2 separate regions of the Hordeum vulgare genome follow, and region 2 is linked to region 1. The links are chromatin contacts, called in public Hi-C maps. All regions are on one chromosome and are shown on one strand. The core of a region is the stretch at or near the end of the contact, and the rest is flanking DNA. Distances in the headings are between cores, read along the strand shown.

Evidence for each region. A called contact is a pair of places that touch in the nucleus more often than the background predicts.
Region 2: a contact with region 1 is called in a Hi-C map of leaf, with 3 times the contacts expected there. The contact joins the promoter of LOC123412093 here to the promoter of LOC123408800 in region 1. A contact is called at or near these places in 2 of 6 Hi-C or Micro-C datasets (leaf and seedling) and 1 of 1 datasets of contacts at active chromatin or transcription factors (embryo).

What each region holds. Positions count from the first base shown.
Region 1 is chr7H:592,649,165-592,653,122 of MorexV3_pseudomolecules_assembly, forward strand. It overlaps LOC123408800, which reads left to right and starts at 2,235. Exons shown (of 1, transcript XM_045101846.1): 1 at 2,235-3,958. The coding sequence starts at 2,560. The coding sequence ends at 3,822.
Region 2 is chr7H:593,015,736-593,019,693 of MorexV3_pseudomolecules_assembly, forward strand. LOC123412093 (cold-responsive protein kinase 1-like) reads right to left here and starts at 1,699. Exons shown (of 7, transcript XM_045105039.1): 1 at 1,399-1,699.

The sequences.
Region 1 (3,958 bases), core at 985-3,484:
AGCACGAAGAGGCTCCAAGCTGCTGCCATGGCCGGCGGCGGAGCTGCAGTGCAGCAAGCAATGCTCGACCATGATGTTGCCGCGTTGACAGGGGAACTGTGTTGCAGCAAGGAGATGCTTTGAAGTGTTGCCATGGCCGGCGGCAGAGATGTGTTTGTAGCAGGAGATGCTACAATGAAGCTGCTGCAAGCCAATGGCGGAGCTTCATTGCATCGGGGTGCACCAGTGTTACGGTGCAGACTGCCGGTGTGAAAGCTGGGATGGTTGTTGTCGTGGTGTTGCTCTGCAACGCCCATCGACACAGCTGGCACTGCCATGCAACGCTCGACGGCGGCTGACGCTGCAAACTGGAACGAGAGCAAAGATGCAGGGCACATCGTAGCAGCACTCGCCCGACACTGCTCGTGGTGCAAGATGGATGGGGGCATGACGTGCAGGGGAGCACTAGTGCTACGATGCCAACCTCGTCGATGCTGACGGGTGTGTCATGCAACGCTCCTGGCGCTGCAAGCCAGCGTTGCTACGATGGCTTTCGGCGACACTGCTATTGCAGCTCTGTAGCCGTGCAGGGCGATGATGGGGAGGCATGCTACGACTGAGGGACGGCAGGGGCATGGGGTGCTTTGTGTTTGCAAGCACAAACGGAACTGCAAGAGACCGAAGCAGAGGAAGACGATCGAAGGGTCACGCACGCACGAATCGGACGGACGTGCACGCGGATGATTTTTCTAAGAAATCATCCGGCTGATCCATGGCATCGCCCTAACTTTATTCGAAGGAAGATGCCTTCAACAATAGTCTTCATCAGAAAAGCGACGTGAAAGACTTTCAACACCTGTTTTATGGCTTATATACCAGTCCAACACGTTGAGCAATTTTTCTATGCGTTATCACTAAAATCAGGAGCTCTGATGACGACAGCGTGCCTTCAACTCGTTTCAGTGTTTGTTTCCGTCACACATAATTTCTTTATTTTTGTGTTGTTTGTACTGTCATAGCACGATAAATAGATTCGAAGTTTTCTCAGAAAACAATCATGTTAGAGCAACTTCAATGGGACGACCCATTTCGTGTGCCGTCGTACATTTGGGTCGAAACGGACACAAAAAGTGGCCCAACGCGCCGACCCAAACGGACGCGCATCCGGTTTTCGTCCGCGGGCGACCCATTCCCGGCCCATTTTTGAGACGGATTTGCGTCGGCGCGGACAAACGACAGACGCGCGGACGCTCGCCTTCTCCTTCCCCAGGCCCGTTGGTCGGTGGCACATTGGCCTCCCCCCATCCAACCCTCACCCGCCTCCTTCGTCGCCGACGCCGCCGCTCATTTTTGCCGGCGACTCTGCAATTGCCGGCGCCTCCACATCCGCCCAGCAACGCGGCCCACTCCCACGTCGTCCGCGGCCGCCGTTTTGCCGCCGGGGAGCCGACTGCTTCCCACCCCCGCGCCCCCACCACACAGTCCGCCCCCGACCAAGAAGCCGCCTCGCCGCCCGGCCAGATCCTCACAGGCACGCTCGTCGGACGCCGACAGGGCAGCTAGTTGGTCCGTGCGCGCCGCGACTTCCTTCGCCGGCTGTCTGCTTCGTCGATGCCCGCAAGCTGTTCGACGGTTTGCCAAGGTACAAAATAGACTCCGTCGACGAGTTCTTTTTTCACAATTTCCTTTGCGACTCCGATGATTCGTCGTCCGATGACGAGGAGGAGATATTGGCTGCCGTGTTGGTCCGTCACCACCTCAACAGCCAACGGACGTTGTTCCGTGGCTTCATTCCGGGCCACCTTCCGACGTTGAATCGCAACCGAGAGAGCGGACATTTCCTTCTTTGAAAGGACTACTTTGATACAACAAATTCGTTATTCAAACATCAAAAATTTGCCGCAATTTCCGTATGAGTAGGCATCTTTTCAACCGTATTAGAGAGGGGGTGGTCGGCTATGATGACTATTTCGAGTGCAAAGAGGATGCCGTCGGCAAGATAGGTTTTTCCTCTTATGAGAAATGCACTAACGCCATCCGAATGCTTGCATACGGAGTGCCAGGTGATCTCATTGACGAGTACGTCCGTATGAGCGAGTCTATTTGTCTAGAGTCCTTGTATAAGTTTGTAATAAGTATGCTATTTTATTAGGCTTGTAATAACTATGATATTTTATTCTGTCCAAATTATGTTATTTGATTCAAACTATGCAAATTAATGTAAAATAGAACGACCAGCCGGTCACACGGACACATATGGATTGACAAGTTGAGCGCGTTGTCGATCCATATCTAAAACAGGACAGACGCATGACATGCGATCGAACCAACCGAACAAAAAGTGAACAAAATCGCCCGTCCGTCTGTGTCGTCCGATTTTCTTACACTTAACTTTATTCCAAGGACGACGCCTTCGACGATAAGTCTCAATGAGAACCGTGACCGTGACGTGAAAGACTTTTCTATGGCTTGCCATTTTAAGGCTTACCATTCAAACACGCTGAGCAATTTTCTTACGGGTGGAAAGATGCGCCATGCATCACTAAAAGCAGGAGCTCTGATTTACCAGGGGAAGGCCTCATGCTCATGGCTGAGATATTTGGATCCGCGGTTGCGAGCGAGTCTGTAAGCAGAATTTTCTCGATCCTATCATCAGGCAACTCGAGAGTGGATGGGGGCGCGGAGGACAACGCCGAGAGGCTCGAGTTCGCGGTGCTGAAGATCCACAGCGTTGTCGCCGTCTCCCAAGATTGGCTCATACTCCACCAACCATTGCTCGACTGGAAGGCGAGACTGAAGCGCGTAGGCGAGGAAGGCGACGCCATCCTGCGCGCTTCCAGGAGCAGATCCGCGGAGCGGCAGCGGAGCGAGGGGATTGCGAGTAAGGAGACCCCCGTTCGTACGCGCGTCGCTCGAGCGGCGGCACGCTTCTTGCCCTTCCGCCGCGGCAAGGACGGCGGCGGTGATCCGAGCGACGCGACGGTGCGGAGGTTCGAGAGGCTGGCGCAGGTCGCCGACGAGTTCTTCCGGTACGTCCAGCTTGGAGGCCGTCCGAAGAGCTTGACGGTGTCCTTGGAAGACCCCACGGAGTCGCTGCTTGCAGGGAAGACGCTCGAGTTCTCCCTCAGGAGCGGCAGCCGGGACGCCCTCCTGCTGCTCCACCCGCGCGACGGCGACGGCGACGGCAACAGGGAGGTCGTCCTCTTCCTCTCCTGCGACGACAGCGCCGAGTGGGAGAAGAACGTGAAGCTCTGCGTGGTGTTCCACCTGCTGGAGCGTGCTGACATCCTGGGCGTCGTCATGTCTTCCTTGCACCTGCTGCCTCCCCAGTTCGGCGCCGCCTGCGCAACGGCGAGGGGGTTCGTCGGGGAGGTGCAGGCGCAGGAAGCGAGCTATTCCAACGCGTCGTCCATGTCGATGCGGTGCGTCTCGTCGGCATGGAGGTGCCACCGGAATTCCATTTCCACCACGGACGCGGGACGCGCAGCGACCGACGGCATGCCGTGGCCGATCGTTCGAGTGGATGCCGTCTGCTTCGCCATGCCGCAGATCGATTCGGCGGGTGCACCCGCGGACCAGAACCTGCCTCTGAAATTGGCATGCCATGTCACTCCCCATCTCGTGCCCGAGAGGTATCCCGGGAACTACCGGCAGATCGGGACGGAAGCACTGCACGAGCTGTCACCCAAAGCGGCGGACGAAGGAGCTTCAGGCTGCAGACGGGAAGCTGCGTGGTGGTGTCCTGGCAGCTCAACGTATTTGTCGGTGGAGCCAGAGTTTTCGGTGCCGCCGCCCACGCTGCAGCAGCTGTTTCTGGTGGAAAGCTTGAAGGGGGCGATGTAGTGGTAGCTGAAGCGATGGGATCATGGCTAAGTGGCATCTTGTAATTTCTTACTACTTTCTTGTTTTTTTTTGTCTTGTTCTTTTTGGCTTATCTCAATCCTAATTGTCATACTCTGTTGTAATATAAAATGTTTCA
Region 2 (3,958 bases), core at 449-2,948, 370 kb after region 1:
ATGCCATGATAGTTATAACAATTTTTATAATAATAAGTTGAAACACAAACTTCAAGTTCAAATATTGCTTGGCTAGTTCGATGCCACGATAACTGAGAGGCTATAGTTTGATGCAAAAGTTTCAGACACACTAACAGCTCATGAACTATGGGTAAATTTAACAATTGAGGGGGAAAAGGAAGAGAAGCTGTTCCAGAGAGAAATGCTCCAGATTTGTGGGTTCTATAAGAAATTGCAATCACAACCACTGGTTTGTATATGTTATATTGCTAGGTGTATCATAGTGAAATGTATATTTATTTACAGTTTGCATTATGCAGCAATTTGTGGGGATCCTATGTCCCAGTAAGTCAAAACCTACATTGAAATTGCTTTGCTTCAAACTTGAATTGAGCAGCAAAGCCACTTAAGCATTTCACCTAGACTCAAACTTGAACCTTTCTGGAGTTTTACCCATCATAAACATTATTGACAGACAGCTTTGCATAGGCAGTGGAGTTTTAACTAACAACCAACTATCACTGATTTGGTACGTTGCAACTTGAGATGTGGTATGTGATGGCATGCATAAACAAAGGTAGCGGCCAAGGCCGTCAGGCCACCACAACTCCTTTTCTCATCCAAATAGTCTCTTTGATTGACTAGTTATACCTTTCTTGGACAGGCATCGATGTCATGATCGGTTCCTACAAATATCCTATGAGCTTGAGGACAAAACCTAAACCCGCATACATGTTCTTTTTCCACGGAATAAACAATGGATGAGATCGCGAGAAGACGCGCTACTGGACTGCAACAGTAAACAAAGACGATATTGCGCACCCAGACCACGTCACGGCTTTCTTGTTAATCTGAAGCAGGAAGGGTGGTTGCAGCCGGCACATGGTATTGCACAGGCTATGTATGGGTTGTCATCTAAATGATTTCTGGAGGCTTGCTAGCAATGCAAGACTGGCCGGGTCAATCGATTCCCAGGCACCGTATCTCCCGCCAGTCATGTAGCATTCGATGTCTGACATTTCTGGGCTCGCACGGATCCTCACACCCTATCACAATCCAACAGAAAGTTGCAGCAATTGTGCGTTACTGAAGAACAGGACGCCGATAATTGTTACTGAAACTCTATCGCTATGTATGTCAGCGGAATCACCCACAGGCATTCGATTCAAGCAATACCAAGGGCTATAGTCAGAGTTAAGGCCGATTACTACAGTTGATGGCATGTTTCCACGGCTATTTGCTCTAATCAGATCGCGAGCTGCCGGCTCTCTGCATCCCCCTTCTCTTCTGTCGCCCAGTAATTTCAAGAAACGGCGCGACGAGAGACAGAGAGCAAGGGAAGGGAAGAAATCTAGGACTCTTCGATCGGATGATCCATGAAAAAGCAGCGAGGCTGACCTGAACCGCGGCAGGAGAGGGAGGGCCGAGAAAACCGGCGGTCCCGGCGAGGCGCGGTGCCCGACGGGGGGCTTCCACCTCCACCCCACCGGCGCACCGACGGAGCTAATACTAACCCGCCGAACAGCCGACCGACGCGGAGATGCTCCGGCCCGCGGCGGATCACAGTATGGCAGCTCTCCGGAGCCTTCCCAGCTCCGGTAGAGGTCAGCGGGCGGCGGCGCACGGCGAGCGGAGGGGAGGGGGTGGAAATGGCGGCCTGAGGCTTCTCTCGTCTCCAATGCGAAAGCGAGAAACGAGGGAGAAGAAAGCGAGGCCGTGTCTTTTAACTGACCGAGCCGCGGCGCGGTCAAGGTCGTTGACTTCGTAAGCCGCCCCGGCCCCCGGTGGCCCGGACCGCGAGTGGAGGGCCTGGGCTTTGGGCCTGGGCTGGCGACTTGGGTTTGGTTGCCTGGTTGACGCGGGTGTTGACCGGGGCAAAGGCCGAGATCCGGTTTACGCGCGCAGGGTTTATTTTATTTTTAAAAGAGGAAAGGTTTGCGCCCGCCTGTGCGCTGCCATATCGATTCCTTTTTTGCTATCGCTGGCAAGCTGTTTCCTGAAAAGGACAGGCAATCAGTGGCCGGTAAAGATAAGAAACATTGAGGGGTCTATATAACGGGGCTGCTACCAATTCATCGGTGGATATTTACTAAAAATCCATCACCTCCACAGCCGTTCGATCTCGTCCATAGCCGTCCGATCCGTTCCTGATTTAATTCCTGAAACAACGTTCGAGTTCCAGAAACAATCGCTTTGTTGCAAAAAATAAACTTTGGATCCATTAAATCCTGAAACAACGGTCGAGTTTCAGAAACAATTGCTTGTTTCAGGGAAAAAAAATGTTCGTCTTTCTGCAAAACATGGGTGCTGTTGCGGAAGAATTTTTTGCAACAAAGGTCATGTTTCAGGAATTTTTTGCAGCGGGCTGGGATGGGGCCGCGCTACGGCGGTGCGGGGCGACGGGCGGCGAGGCGTCTAGCCCCCTGGTTGCGGGAGCTCGCCGGCGTGGCCGAGGGGCTACGGCAGAGCCGAGAGCGGGCTGGGACGCCGCAGCACTCCGGCGGTGTGGGCGACGGCGGCTGGCCCTGGCCGCGTGAGGCGAGGCGGCTGCCCCGTGGTCGCGGGAGCTCGCCGACGGGGCCGGGAGCAGGGCGGGGAAGGCCATGGCAACGACGGAAGCTCCGGCGAGGCTGAGCGGCAACAAGCAGGCGGCGGGCGAGGTCGCCGGAGCCGAGGCGGAGCCGATGCAGGGGCGGCGACGGAGGGCACGCGAGGCCGCGGGCAGGCCGACGCCGGAGGCCGACGGCGGAGGGCGGCGAGCCGTAGCAGGCCGGCGGCGGCGAGGGTTGTCGGGCCGAGGCGGAGGTGGAGACATGGACTGGGTATTTTTCTGAAACAACGCTCCAGTTGCGGAAACAACGCTCCAGTTTCAGAAAAAAGTCAAGACGATTGCGATGGCGGGATCTGACGAGCAGGTGGTGGATGGATCGCGCAGATCCGCCGGTTGAACGATAGAGTTTTCCCTATATAATTTATTTTTTTGTTGCGAAAATTGAGGGGTCAGTAGTTAGACCTCTTCTAAATGTGCTTAGATGAGGTGTTAATTGCATCAAACGCTTAGCAACTCAACACCTCAATGTGTAGGTACTTAACTTATTGTTGTTAAGCTTATTTTATTTAATGATTTAGCATCTAAACTCTTTTATGCATTGGTTCGTTTCACTCCTTTAAGTGGTTTGCCTAAGCTCACGTGTATGGCATTAATTTTTTCTAGGTTACTAAAGTGCTCTTTCTTCTTCTTAATTGTTGTGTCATGTTATTTTTTCCCTTATGTGACTTGTTTAGCACCTATCCATGATGGAGCACTAGCAAGGGCCTTAGCTTGCAAGTCGTGAGCCTCTTTTATTTAGACGATGTTTTCCTATGTTTTCTTTTTCTTTTCAAAAAACTACTTCGCCCATTTCAGGGAGCTAAAACCACCACGACACTTATGTTAGAATGGAGGAAGTAGATGTATTACTCGGTTGAAATCACACACCCGTTTTGACAGAGTTACAACCTCGTCTGCTTTGAGCGGAGCTTCGGATCATGGATCGTCCTAGTTGTTTGCATGCAACGTAGCTTAACGATCACCGATGGGTTGCTTCACTCCAACAAAAGAGTGATCCTTCCAAAGTGATCTTCCGATATCGAGCTCACATGCACCTAATTTGTTCACAATAGACATTGTTGATGCTTTGCATATTTGCACATTTTTGTGAAGAATAAAAATTCCTAATGCTCAGGAAAAATAAGTGCACGAAAATGCTTATAAATAAGGTCTCCTTGGAGAATTGATTCTTTCTTTCTTCTATAACACTTGGGATTGTCTTTTCTTTACGAAATTTTGCTCGTATGTAGGACATTAAACAATGTTTGTTGAAAAAACAAATGTATATTTTATTTTATTGTTCATGAGGGTGCATGTGGGCTCGAGATCAGAAACTCATTGTCTTCGATTCTTTCTCGACATGCAGCG